3 separate regions of the Mus musculus genome follow, and all the other regions are linked to region 1. A link is a contact called in public Hi-C and promoter capture Hi-C data. All regions are on one chromosome and are shown on one strand. Each heading gives the region's core, a stretch centred on a gene start, on an enhancer-like site or on the middle of the called end of the contact. The rest is flanking DNA. Distances are from core to core; before and after follow the strand shown. Region 1 holds the start of Aox3 (aldehyde oxidase 3). Region 2 overlaps Aox1 (aldehyde oxidase 1). Region 3 overlaps Aox1 (aldehyde oxidase 1).

Region 1 (4,454 bases), core at 1,142-3,641:
AGAAATCCATATTCTTAAATTTTTCTCTGTATAGTGTGTGTGTGTGTGTGTGTGTGTGTACTTGGTATGTATATTGAGGTCAGAGGATTGCATCAGTGTTAACCCTTTACCTTGTCTTCAAACAGAGTCTCCTGTTCTCTGCTGTGCTGCTAACCCCAGGCTAGCACAGGCTAGCCCATGAACTTTCAGAGACTCGAGTCCATTTATCTCCCATCTTGCTGGACGAGTATTAGATTAGCAGATGTGCACTGCCATGCCAGGCCTTGTGTGATTTCTGGGAACCCAGACTCTGGTTCTCACACTTGCGCATGTTCTTTTACACCTCTTCCTGCTCCTGAACTTCAGATTCTGGTCAGTGTCCCCAGGTGACTCTTCATATCCCCGGGCGATCCTTGAACTTGCTTAAATTTGTCAGTACTCTCAAGTCCAGTCCCATTTACAAGGCAAGTGACCTCATGCCACACTGCTCCTATGCACAAGTAAAACACTCTTGATTCTCGGTAAAATGCGGTGGAAACAGCTCTGTGAATGCGAGCGAAGCTCCTTAGTTCCCAGAGCTGCAAAGCTGGTTTGTTTTCTCAAACAAGCAAAAGGATACTGACTTTTCTCAAGTAGAACAATAAATTAACCTCAGGGTCTGCATTCCTCTCGGTGACCTGGAGAGAGGAAGTGACCGTATAAGTTGAGGAAGTTGCCGTGTTGGTTTCTGAATAGCAAGAAGGATTTAGAACATATTTGTTGACCTTGATTGCCTGACTTGATTAAACACCCATCCCTCTTTGCAATTATGAAATTATATAATGCTATATTGTACTTGGCTATACTTTGACAGGGAAATGTCTGGCTTTGTTTTAGAGGAGCAACAGAGATTTAACAAACCTTTGAATTCTAGCACAATATGGGTTCAAGAGACTAATAAAAAGTTGAAGAGCCATATACTTAAACAATTCGTGCATCCCTACCTTATAGTAGAAGACAGAGAATTAAACTAAGAGTTTTAATTCTTATCACTACCACCAAAATATTTTTGTTTTGTTTTGTTTTGTTTTTTGGTCTGTGTTCTCCATCCAGTTTTGAAAAGTTAAATAAACAGGAGCTCTGACAGCAGCAGACAAACAGCATTCCTTCAGCAGCCCTAGGAAAACACTCAGGAAAGCCCCACCTCTCCCTTTAGCATTAGTGTCTTAGACGAATGGTCACCTCCCCCAGGAAGGGATCACAGAGCAAAGAAAGGAACCCAGAGATGAAAGCCAAGTTCTCCCCAGTATTTGTTAGCCAAGAGATCTTGGCCACGTTGCACAATCACCCTGAGCCTTCACAGCACAGCATACAAAACACACACCTCACGCACACCCCACACAATACCACAAGCTCAGCTTAAACTCTGACTGCCCTTTTCCCTGTGCCAACAGTGCTGAGAACAGGCTGTGGACCTTCACATCATACACAATCGTCAAGAACGTCCAGCATATATGCAGACAGTACCGCAGTCATTTTAGGTCTTGTCTAGGTCTCAAGAGCTCAAGACAAAGAAGAAAAGGCTTCATTTCTTAAGTGAGACAAGACCCTTCATTTGTTTATTTGCTTGCTTACTTATTTACTTATGAGACAAGAGTCTCATTGCATAGCCCTTGATGTCCTGAAGCTCACTCTGAGACTAAGTTGGCCTCAACCCCCCTCCAATTCTGGCATTACAGGCATGAATCCAATCTTAAAGGAGTAAGGTGTTAACATGTAAATTAACAGTTCACCTGGCCTTCCAGTAGGTTTTTCTCTTCCATTCTTCCTGACCCAAGGGTTTAAAAGCATTTGTAAATAACCTAAAGACCTTGGACTCTGGATCTGTGCATACATGTGAAAGCAGAAGTTGGGTGGCACAGAAGTTTGAGTCAGAGCTGGAAGAGGTATTGAGGAAGAGTTAGAAGATTCTCTTGCAAGGAAGCCAGTGCCCAGTGCTTAGGTGCATTCAAATGAGACAAGGCTTGGTTTGGAGACACATAGCTGCACACTTTCTCCCTACTAGTCCCAAAACATTATAGATTCTCTCTCTCTTCCCCCCCTCCCTTGTTCCCCAAGAAGCATAGCAGATCGCTAGATCATTTGAGCAACAACTCCCCGACCCCACACAGCCCTTCATTTTGGCAATGCTAATGACAGATCGCTTCTACCAGAGTTTCTTATGTACATTTATTAATTACAGTGTAGAGAACTTACCTTTTTTCCATTCACAAAGAAAATAAGCTCATCTGACTCCTTAGAAGGAGACATTACTTGAGGATAGTCGTCCACACTCTGTGCAACTGTACCTAATGTGTCTAAGTCCACCTCTCAGATGAACTGCTGTGCTCTGCAGGAGACCGAATTGCCCTACAGGATTTAAATCTGCTCTGTGGCTTTGCCTGAGGACTCCTCCCACCCAGCCCTGCCCATCATCGCTCCCAACCTTCCTCCTGCTTCCAATTCCCTCTTTCCTTAAAACCTGGCCCAGCACCAGCTCCGGACTCACTTCTCCACGCCCCAGGCGCTAGCCACTAGAGGGCGTTTTCCAACAAGAAGGCGCTGTTATCGGTGACGTGGAAGGGATGCCGATGGGCTGCTCTTCACTGCTCTCAGATCTATGTCTTCACACTAAGTGTATTTGCTTGCTATTTTTGCCGTTAAACTATACAAAGAATGCTCTAAGAAATGATACAAGTATGAGAAGCAACAAAGTAGAATTTCTCTGTGCCAACATTTAGCAACCAGATTCACGCATGCTGTTGCAGGGTTAGATGGCATTTATGAACACACATAAATGCCCACATGGATTTTTGTTACTTTCTCAACAATATTTTTGTTAATTTCTAAAAGGTGAAATTAAACCATTCACATGATTTCAAAATTGTTTTCCTTTTTCTTTCTCCCAAGTTACTTTGGCTGTCTGTACCTCAGTGGATTTACCTAGGAGTTGGAAAAAACAAAACAAAACAAAACAACAACAACAACAACAAAAACATCTTCCTCAGGGGAAGATTGATGTGGGGATTAAAGGAGCCCATGCAGGGAAAGAGCTTAAAGCAGCAGCTGCACAGTAGAGGCACTGGGAATGTTACTACCAAACATGCCTGACAGTCATTTACATTGTGAATTGTTCTCAGATTTCCAGTTATAAATATTCTACAGGGCAGGAGAGGGCTCAGTAGATAAGAGCACTGGCTACTTTGTTGGGCAACACAGACTTTCTGTAACTCCAGCTCCAGGGGTATGAACATTTCTGCTCTCTCTGGGCATTGAGTGCCCAGGTGAGCACACAGACACAGACACAGAGACAGAGACAGAGACAGAGACAGAGACAGAGACAGAGACAGACACAGACACAGACACAGACACAGACACAGACACAGACACAGACACAGACACAGACACAGACACAGACACAGACACAGACACACACAGACACACACACACACACACAGAGAGAGAGAGAGAGAGAGAGTGTGTTAAAAATATGATGCAGTGGAAATTGAGCTCTATTTTTGCATATTTAGAGCCAACCTGTCCACCTACCCAGCTCCCTCATTCCTCTCTCTCCTTACTTTTATTTTAAGCAGGTTTTGTTTGTTTGCTTGTTTGCTTCTGGATTTTATTCTGCTAACTTTTATTTTAAAATTAGAATACAGAGTAAGAGGTTTCCTTACAGCATTTCATGCATATTTTGTTTTGGTTGAGCCCCACCCCTCGTTTGCATAACAGTTCGAAATCTCTCTCTCTCTCTCTCTCTCCCTCTCTCTCTCTCTCTCTCTCTCTCTCTCTCTCTCTCTCACACACACACACACACACACACACACACACACACACACACACACGCACACACACACACACACACACATGCAGTTAGGTGAGAGGAGAGTATGTGAGTCATGAAGCCAGAAAAGGAACAACAGGAGAAACAGGGGGGTGGGTGGATCCTAGAGTAAGTTAGGTGAAATCAGAAAGGGGATTGGTGGTGGGGTAGGGAAGAAGGGTATTGAGCAAGGGTTCCTGCTGAGCAAACTCTCTGACTGGAATTCTTGGCTTAGAAGTGAGTATCTTGCTGGAGGCAACTCTTTCCTGAGTCACGTGCGCCATACAAGTCCTGTATGGCAGGGTGTGCTTCTCATCTCCGTTGTTACCCCACCCTCCCTTTCTCCAGTATCTGAGGATGGTTCACAGTTAGCTGGCATTTCTCTTATCTTATCTACTTGCTATATATTTAGGGCATATTTCTATTTCTTTTTGTGTCCTTTCATTTTTATTAGGGTTTTTATGTTCTTAACTGAAGAATTTTGAAGCATATAATGGCTAATTGCATAATCTATAAATGTTCAACTCTTTTCTGATAGCATATTGTCAGTGAGGCAGAGCACCACACGGTCTTTCACTTCTTACATCTGCATCCTGGGGGGGGGGGGACTTCCAACCTGACACTCCAGCTG
Region 2 (4,777 bases), core at 169-2,668, 35 kb after region 1:
GTGCTATTAGAAAAACAAGTCCCTGAATGATTGGAGCAAGCCCTCCCCTCCTCCAATCCATGCAAGCTACAAGGCTCCAACCTGAATAAGAAATAACAAAGTAAAGGTTTAAGATCCTGAGAGATTTGGGTTATTTGTGAAAGCTGTCGGCCAGCTTTAAAATGTAAAATAATCTCTTAAAAGGCAAAAAGATAATTATTTTCTACTATAGAATCTTTTGTAGGAATTTCTGGGTCATAGTTTTTCACAATACACTTGATATATTAAAAATGAGGAACCATCTGCAAATAATTGCAATTTCATATACCACCATTGTTATAGGAGTTATTCTATTTTTACCTTTTCTGTGTGGAAAGAATGGTTATCAGATCGACTTTCATGGACATACAGTCACATGTTTTCCAATCATTCATTCCGTAATGCTCAATTCTAGCTAGTACTTTCTCTCAAATTGGCATTGCTGAGCAAAGCAGGAAATCTCATTGAACGGGTGGTAATTAAACTGGAGCACAAGAAGTAGAAAATCTGACTACCATTTAGTTGTGGCTGGTTTTTATGTCAATTTGTCACAAGCTAGAGTCATCCGAGAGAAGGGAATGTCAGCTGAGAAAAATGTCTGCATAAGATTGGGCTATAGGCAAGCCTGTAGGGAATTTTCTTAATTAATGAGTGATGGGGAAGCTGGCTGTGGGTGGTGCCATCCTGGACTGGTGGTCTTGAGTGCTATAGGAAAGCAGGCTGAGCAAGCCATGTGGCACTAACCTCTCCTCCATGACCATCAAATCCTAACTCCAGGTTCCTAACCTGTTTGAGTTTCTGCCCTAATTGCTTTCAGTGAGGAACTAAAATATGGAACTGTGGGTGAAAGAGACCTTTCCTCCCTAATGGTGTTTCATCACAGCAAAGGAAACCTGACTATGACATATCTGTGTTTGTTCTTTCCCTGTCAGTGTAGCCAAACATTGCCCTCTGCCTTTACGAAGGTTCTCATTGCAACATGAATCCTTCCCTGACTCATTCTTCTGCTCACTTTATACTTTCCAAGGTAAGGATGGCGGCCTCCAGTTATTAACATGTCTTCTCCTCGTTCCAGAATGCAGCGGACTGCGCGACCGTGTCTGAGACAGAAAATAAAAATTAATCAATCAATCAAACAAACAAGCAAGCTAGCTGTTATTCCACAATCATATTATGCCTTCTAGGTGTGTTGGCTCCAAAGGAAATTTCCTATGGGGTGAGGTTTTTAAATCCTCATTGAAAAACAGTAAGATAAATAAATGTCAACTTAACCCAAAAACATCTATTAATTCAAGAGAGAGGAAAGACAGAGAAAGACAGACAGACAAACAGACATGGTCAGGAAAGCACAGGGAGAGAAAGAGAGGCTGATTGATTTTGGGAGATTAAGTGGGTTATGTATCTGACCCATAAGCAAATAGTTCAGACTATCAGTGCTAAGGACACCACCACCCACCTGGGACCTGTTTCTGTTGACTTTCCAAGTATTGCATATTTTATTTATTTATTTATTTGCTTGCTTCTCTGTCTGTCTCTCTTTCTACCTACCTACCTATCTATCTATTTTTTTGAGCCAGGGTTTTTCTGTGTATCCCTGGCTGTCCTTGGAATTTGCTCTGTGGACCAGACTGGCCTCTCAAACTCAGAGATCCTCCTGCCTCTGCCTCCCAAGCACCGAGTTTAAAGGCATGCACCACCACTGCCTAGCCTATGTATTATAATATTTTTATAATGGCTTTCGTCATATTTTCAGTGATTGGTGCTTATTTTGCTTCTTACAGAACTTGGCAATAAAAGACAAAGAAGTTTAATAAGCTGGCATCTCGCTCGGGTGTTGGTTTGTAATGTGTGATCTTAAATAGCCTTAGTCTAGATCCTTCCTCATTCCATGTCTTAGGATTAAGATTTCACTTCACATTCAATTTGTTTAATAGATTTCTCCCACTTACTTGCTAGCAGCAAATGCAGTGATGGCTGCCAAGATGCTGGTCTTGCCCACCTTCCCTCCAAATGCCCCGCCAACACGCCTTACATGACACATGACCTTGTTGGCTGAGAGCTTCAAGGTTGCAGCGACTATATCCTGTCAACAATAATGGTTTTCATTGCTCTGGCCCATCCTCGGCAAGATGTATGGCCATCATTGTTACGCCCACAATCCTAACAGGAAGCCTGCCCACTGAGTGTCACAACAATTGCACATTTTGTTTCCATGATGTTGAACACAAGACACAAGCCACGTGGTTCATATGGTTATGATAAATGACAGAAAGGAAAAGTGCCCAAAACCCTTACCATCACCAATAACTATTCTCCTGGCTAGAATGACATTGCTAACATGAACTCAATCTTTCCCTAGTGGTGAGATAATTCTGCCTGCTGGACACACACCCAGCGTATCCTTTCCACAATAATCCCTCAAGGGATGTTTCCTGAAGCAGTAAGATGTCACAACCCTGGGCCTCTCCACTTCTCACATCCTTTCTGGGTTACTGTGAACACTAACCAGTCTTCCCAGGACGTGCATTCCTGTTTTGGTCATCCTGTCACACAGGGAATGGAACACAGTTATCTGGTCCATCTTGGTGTCACACCCTCCCAGTGTTGCTGTTCACAGCTTCACTCTCCTCCTCTGGCTCTTTTGGTACCCATCACATCCAGATCCCCTCACTTTGCTTCTGACCTTTCCCTCAATGCTTAGACCAGTTCAGGCTGGCATCATCTCCTTTCTTGCATGTGAGTTCCCTGGGACACAGGATATAGGCAACCGATGTTTTTAGGAGAGACAGGTGGGTTAATGAAAGAGAGGTGTTTGTGCTTAGAACTGCCTGGGATAGAAAGCCTCTCTTCCACCACCTGACCTCACTGTACTACAGAGGCAAACAAAGGCTGCTCATCTGTAAGGTTCCCTGGGTGGTTCTGACCCTCACACACTCTCCTTTCTCTTAATTCCTCCACTCATGGCATTTTTTACTTCGCTGGTTTAGTGCCTTGCTGTTGTTTCTTTTCCAATACAGTTTCCTAGCTGCTCCTTGTGAATGAGGTACTATCAGCTTGAGAGGACCGGCCTTTCCCGTTTTCCTTTTGTTTCTTAACAGCCAAGAGGACATCAAAAGATGCCTGCTGGTTGCATATTTGATTTTAAAGCTATGGATCCACAAGCAAAGACTTCTCTCTAATAAAAACCCTCTTCTAAGTTAGGAAAGTCTAGGGTTGCTAATATACAATTGCATATGAGTATAAGTACTTAGTGTGTTTAGTTGCCTGTAATTTTTCTTGTACATTTTGCTGTCAGAAACCATTTAGCCATGTCCTCGCCTCAGTGACCCCATGTTACCTGTATATATTTGGGAAACTGTGTAGACACATAGATGTCAATCTCTCCATCCTCTCCTTTGGGAACAACAAGCATGCTTTGGGTTTCCATATAAAAATGTTCCTGGCCGCCTATGTGTATTTCACCTGTTACAAGAGAACACATGGGGGACATCAAATGCAGACAGAGAGAACAGGTCATTTTCTACACTCTCCCTTTATCTCATGGCACAGAAACTCCACTGACTGAGCTTTAAGCCACACACTGAAGAGTGACAAACACCCGTGTTAGCTTTCAGCTGAAAGCAGAGTTGTACAAGAGACTCTTGTCCCTGCCAGTGTGTGCAGCCAGAGCCCCGAGGAAAGATGTCTGAGTTTCTAGACTCAAAATTTCGTGACAAGGAGACTTCTAGTTTGAATATGGGATGGAATATTGTGTTCCTCCCCATTTCACCCACTAGATCTGTCTAATCACTTGAACCCTAAAGATAAACAGATCCAAGAAGTATGATGGTTAAGTGTGCAAAATGGAGTCATTTACGTCATGTCCAACAAAAATGGCATCAGGAGGCCATAGGGGCAAACACCTGTGGCAGAAGGGTCTGCCAAGCTCAGTCCTAAGTGACGAGGGCCTAAGTTTAACTCAGGTATGTCTTACCTACCAAATATTGAAACATGCCAGTCAGAATGTGCTTCTGTGCTGCCAAGGTCACTGGGCCTTCTTAACATCGAACTTGGATAATCTTTTCTTCACCAATAAACCCTAACCTTTTCCTTTGTTCTCTAGGTAAGAGGGTAGTCCTTTTCTACATGAATCTCCTATATTGCATTTCTATTTCTTGTATATTATCCCCAAAGAAGTCCATTCATTATTCTGTCTTTGTCTTTCTCTATCTCTGTCTCTCTGTGTATTCTCTCTCTCTCATTAAAAACTGACAGAAGTCCCTGAAAGGTAGAGAAAAAAAGCAGAATGAGAAGAGACATAAGGATACAAGTAAAGGAGCCCCTCTAGTGGCTGGCTTTCCGAGTTACTGCCATCATGTACCTTGTGTGTGTCAGTCTTGGTTCTAGAGAAGCCAGAAGATCTCAAAATACCCACAAGCAAAGTAAAATCCTCACTCTCACTCCAGAGGCAAATTAAGGTCCTTCTTTCCTTCCTTTCTTTCTTCCTTTCTTCCTTTCTTCCTTCCTTCCTTCCTTCCTTCCTTCCTTCCTTCCTTCCTGTCTGTCTCCCTCCCCTTCCTTCTCTCCTTCCTTCCTCTCTCTTTTTCGGTAAGGTTCCCGGGTGATTCTGACCCTCATACTTTGTCTTAATTCCTCTACTCACGTTATTTTTGACTTTGCTGGTTTAGTGCCTTGCCATTTATTTTCCAATATGGTTTCCTAGATGCTTCTTGTAAACGAGATAATACTGGCTTGAGAGGATAGGCCTTTCTCATTTTCT
Region 3 (4,372 bases), core at 462-2,961, 56 kb after region 1:
ATCTATCACATTTCGCTGGTAGCTTAAAAAAAAACTCCATGAATTAAACTAGGAGATATTAATAGGCTCATTTCATGGTCACAAAACTGAGATCCAGTTCAGCCACCTTCCCAGGATCTTAGAGATGCCATATGCCATAGTCCAAACCCACCCCACGGTGACTGCTGCTTCTCACTATCATTAGACCAATTTCCTTCACAGAAATGAAAAGGTCAGACTATAGCTGCTTAGTGCACAGCCCTTTCCCTCTGCTGGGCTCTGGAGAGCAGCGAGCTTGCTCAGGTTTCTTCATCTTTTACTCTGCACTCACAACACAGACTCTCCCTTGAATAGTCTCCCTGATCCTGCAGATATGAAAGTTTCTCAGTGAAAATCTGACTTCTCACACAGCATCTAGTGGAACTTTGGAGAATTCTTCCTGGACTCCCTCCAGATCTTCACCACACTGTCTGTAGAGAAGCCGTGAATTGTGACTAGAAACGACTCTCGCCTGTTGCTCTGTCGGACTAAACAGCTAACTTGATGAGCGCATTTCCATAGGAAAAGAAATCTAAGAACTCACCATCCCTGGCCTGGCTTATGACACCCAGCTCTTCAATTCTGTCAGGAGAAATTATGATGGGGTGGAAGACACCTTTAAACTTTACTTCAGGTCCTAAGGGATTGTGGTAGAGACACAAGATTAGAACAAAAAGACACAAATGACTCTCTACTTTGAATTATGACTAAACGAATGTCTTTGCACATAAGGAAGTTGTTTCCTTTTATTGGTCTGTTTATTGCAAACCACAAGCAGAGATATTTAGGGAGCCTTTGGAATTGTTAGCTCTAAAACGCGTGTGATACGGAACACTCAGATTCGCTTGGAGCAGATCCTGAAGGCCCTGCGAAGAGATGGGCAGCCACGCCAGGCCTATGTGGGAAAGGTGAAGGCTCCAAAACTGCTGTCTCTATAAAATATGCCAGAGCCACTGAGAAGCCATCCAAAGAGGAAAGACAGAGCAGTTTCAGGACGAGAGCCAGTGTGGTACCCAAATGGAAAGCCAGGATACCTGTACCCTGATGCTGGTTTACCATGTGGCCAGCAAGCCTGCCAGTGAGGCACAGGGCAGGCAGCTACCCAATGCTGTAACATTTCTTAAACAATACTGGGTTTTCTGGCTATTTTCCTGACATCAATACATTGAATTTGCTCCCTCATAAAATATCCCAAGAAGAGTCTACATACCCACAGAAGTGTACCCCATGACAATAGGGGCCTGGGGATACTTGAATTTAGCTTCCACAAGTTCCTTCAGAGTCACGGGGGAAATCCATGTCACCCTCTCACCATAAAACACTCTGGTCTTTGGTGGCTGTTTCTCAGCTATTCTCTATTGAAAAAACAACAGGGATTTGAGAGAGCTTGTGACAAAATTCTCTTCTGCTTTCACTCTAGAGAAAGGAAATCTAAAAACTAAATTTCGTGAGCTAAAAATAGAGCTTCCCCAGGAGCCAGAGTTCACAGTTTAAGGTCTGACGCAGTTTACCCATGGAAACAGCTCCCATCGGCTCTGACATCTCCCAGAAACCCATTTTGGCGTTCGCTAACACAGCAACATGCTCAATTTTGCCAAACTGTCAGAAAAATGAACTCGCGCATAAGTGGGAGGGGAAAACGAGTTGATGTTGAAGGACACTGATTGCATGTCTGTGACTTAACCAGCTGTGTGTGACATCCTCCACCCCTTGTGCTGGCTCTGCCCTCCACCTCTTCCTCCTCCCGCCCACACATTCTGGACTCTGAGGAGAGGACGCTGGCTGGCGCCTGTTTGCCCATCAGTATTTTTTTTTCTTTCTTTGTAATGTTTTCTTAATTCTTTGAGAACATTATATATGAATGTAAAACATCATTATTAAATTCCTCCCATTCCTCCCCTAATTCCCCCCAGATTCACCATCCACCCTCTCCTCCAGCCTCCCCGAAACCCCTGTGCAACTTCATTTTCTCCTTTTTATTTTTTTTCCAAAACCTACTGAATTCAATGTGTGCGATCCATCCACATGGATGTGGGGCCATCCACTGGGTCATGGTCAACCTAGGTCATACCCTTGAAGAAAACTGACCATCCCTTCCCCACAGCCTTTAACTAGCGACAGTGTGTGAGCTAAGGCTGGGCGCCGTGAGCCTCTCAGCTCTCCGTGCTGGATGTTCACTGGTTTGTCCTTGTGCAAACAATGACTTCATGAATGCAGTGATTCTGTCACATCCAGGAGACACTCTTTCCACCCCGTTTCTCTATGGTCCCTGAGTCTCGGGGGTGGGGTAAGTGTGATACATAAGTCCCATCCAGGCTGAGCACTCTGCAGATAATTACTGTCCACCCTCTGACAAGCTGTGAATTTAACCACTTTAACCGCTCTCCCCTGCACAGTGTCTCTGAGGAGATCTGGGATCTGCACCATGAGATTTTGAAAAGCCTCCTCCTGACATCGTACCATGAGTTCCTTACCATTAGCTCGGGAGGAAATATCAGCTCTTGGGTCGGGTCCAGTGGCAGAAATTCCTCTTCTGAGAACAGTTCTGGACTTGTCTTTAGAAAGAGAAAATGACAGAAGTTATCATCATAATACCTCTTATTCTCAGGAGAGAGCTCCGTTACAACCACTGTGGGCGCAGAAAACCACAGACAATTTGAACTTTAGGCTTTTATACACACTACATTTTTTTTAAAAAATCATTCTTATGGTAAATCTTTGCAACATACTCTAGTACTAAACATACCCTACCCCCGTCTTTTCATTTTTATAAAAAAGAATCTATAATTACTCATTGGCATATCTGAATTACCAGCATCCCTTGCCATGTGCTTCGGAGTCATTCATTATTAAGTATAATAATGATTATCTGAACACAGCACTGCGTGACTGAGCTAGTCAGTCTGATGGCCATGACAACTACTTAGTGACAGATGGGCAGGTGATGTATGCCCCGTGGATACACTGGATACATTCCAAGTAAGGCAGAGGACAGCGTAGTCAGAGTTCATTACGCTATTCACAATGGCGTGGAACTTGAAACATAAAAGATTTCTGGAATTTCCCACGTAATGCTTTCAGATTGTGGCTGAGCACAGGTGACTCGGATGGCGGGAGGGGAAACAGGTGACAAGGGCGAATACCGCACCTCTACCTTAAATGTTCTGTAGGCTGAGACTGGAAGAAGATGGCCAGACCTTGGGAAACAGAGGCAGGCATGTTGGGAATTCAAAGCCAGTCTTAGTCATTTGACAAATCTGGGGACAGAATGGGTTTCACATGGCCTCATCTTCCCACAAAAGGAGACAGACAAAAAGGACCTGATGATCAGTCCTGGTCCTAGCTCCCGGTCAGGGACCTGACATCTAATAACTCTGCAGGCGTCAGTGGGCCTCTGCACTCTGCAGCTCCCTACACACTCTCCTTCCAGTTTGGGGACAGTGAAGGAGACAGGCAGGAGCAGCCAGACATTGAGGACTTAACAGACAGTCGGCATTGCCACCTTTCCTGACCTTGGTCTTCCATCTCTGTCTCCACTTTGCTTCTGGTCATTGAAAATGACAAAGTTGGTGTGACAGGTTTATAAAATAGAGTCTTTTGCTTTCAATTGGTGTAATAGCTGTACCTGTTTGTGGGGCAGAGCGGCACTGTGGTATATGCACAGGGCGAGAGCACGTTAGTGCTTAGCATCCAGCATCTCATACATGAATTGCTTCAGTGTGTTGAGAAGGACTCTACTAGTTATTCTGAAATCGTCAACTAATTGTCAAACACAATTACTCCACAGTGCTACAGAGCAACGAGAGGCCACACCTCCCATCTAACTGTACCACAGTACTGTCGACTCTCCTTCCTCCATTCCCCACTCCCTTGCAGGCTGAATTCTTAGAATACAAAGAGACGGTGAGCATGAGAGGGGAGCATGTTGACACAGTCAAGTTCATCAAACTGAGCAGCCACTGGTTCTGCTGAAGAGATGTCAGCCACCTCACATCTTGAACAACTTTATAACAACCAAGCTGTGCACTGACCTTATCTTCTTCCTGGGATTCTGCCAATCCATTTATTTCTTGATCCAAACAGCACACCCCATTTTCTTTACTTTGACAGCAGCCAGAGGCCTGATGGGGGAAACACACACACACACACACACACACACACACACACACAAAACAAATCAGTCAAAATTCCTCGGGGGATTCTCTTGGTAACTGGGTGCTTGCAGTTGAAGCTGCAGAGGCAATATTGGAAGGTGGCATATGAGAAAGCCATTTAAAGTTCAGCATATCCAAGCTAACTCGATGGAAAGTCTGAATGCTAGTCTAATGAAGTTTATAAAGGTCTTAATAATAAC

Evidence for each region. Promoter capture Hi-C pulls out the DNA fragments that hold promoters and counts their contacts. A called contact is a pair of places that touch in the nucleus more often than the background predicts.
Region 2: a contact with region 1 is called in a promoter capture Hi-C map of liver. The contact joins the enhancer-like site here to the promoter of Aox3 in region 1. A contact is called at or near these places in 2 of 39 promoter capture datasets (both in liver), 1 of 15 datasets of contacts at CTCF or cohesin (the NIH/3T3 cell line), 9 of 484 Hi-C or Micro-C datasets (liver, nephron progenitors and uterus), 3 of 115 datasets of contacts at active chromatin or transcription factors (embryonic stem cells, hepatocytes and liver) and 3 of 9 other capture datasets (adipose tissue, liver and macrophages).
Region 3: a contact with region 1 is called in a Hi-C map of uterus, with 4 times the contacts expected there. The contact joins the enhancer-like site here to the promoter of Aox3 in region 1. A contact is called at or near these places in 4 of 39 promoter capture datasets (cranial neural crest, liver and stem cell-derived epiblast-like cells), 7 of 484 Hi-C or Micro-C datasets (cerebellar granule neurons, liver, nephron progenitors and 1 more), 2 of 115 datasets of contacts at active chromatin or transcription factors (both in embryonic stem cells) and 2 of 9 other capture datasets (adipose tissue and embryonic stem cells).

Annotation. Positions count from the first base shown.
Region 1 is chr1:58,111,073-58,115,526 of GRCm38.p6, reverse strand. It overlaps Aox3 (aldehyde oxidase 3), which reads right to left and starts at 2,391. Exons shown (of 35, transcript NM_023617.2): 1 at 2,215-2,391; 2 at 599-656. The coding sequence starts at 2,268.
Region 2 is chr1:58,074,767-58,079,543 of GRCm38.p6, reverse strand. Aox1 (aldehyde oxidase 1) reads right to left here. Exons shown (of 35, transcript NM_009676.2): 21 at 3,356-3,480; 22 at 1,968-2,101; 23 at 1,031-1,118. Among named protein-coding and RNA genes, the nearest start is that of Aox3, 36 kb to the left of the region's middle. Within about 2 kb of position 1,418, at least 4 of the 459 cell types and tissues checked have an H3K27ac peak or open chromatin away from gene starts, as enhancers often do. A contact at or near this core is called in hepatocytes and liver, where this site is marked.
Region 3 is chr1:58,054,415-58,058,786 of GRCm38.p6, reverse strand. It overlaps Aox1 (aldehyde oxidase 1), which reads right to left. Exons shown (of 35, transcript NM_009676.2): 7 at 4,050-4,139; 8 at 2,493-2,573; 9 at 1,229-1,373; 10 at 563-655. Among named protein-coding and RNA genes, the nearest start is that of Aox1, 27 kb to the right of the region's middle. Within about 2 kb of position 1,711, at least 18 of the 459 cell types and tissues checked have an H3K27ac peak or open chromatin away from gene starts, as enhancers often do. A contact at or near this core is called in uterus, where this site is marked.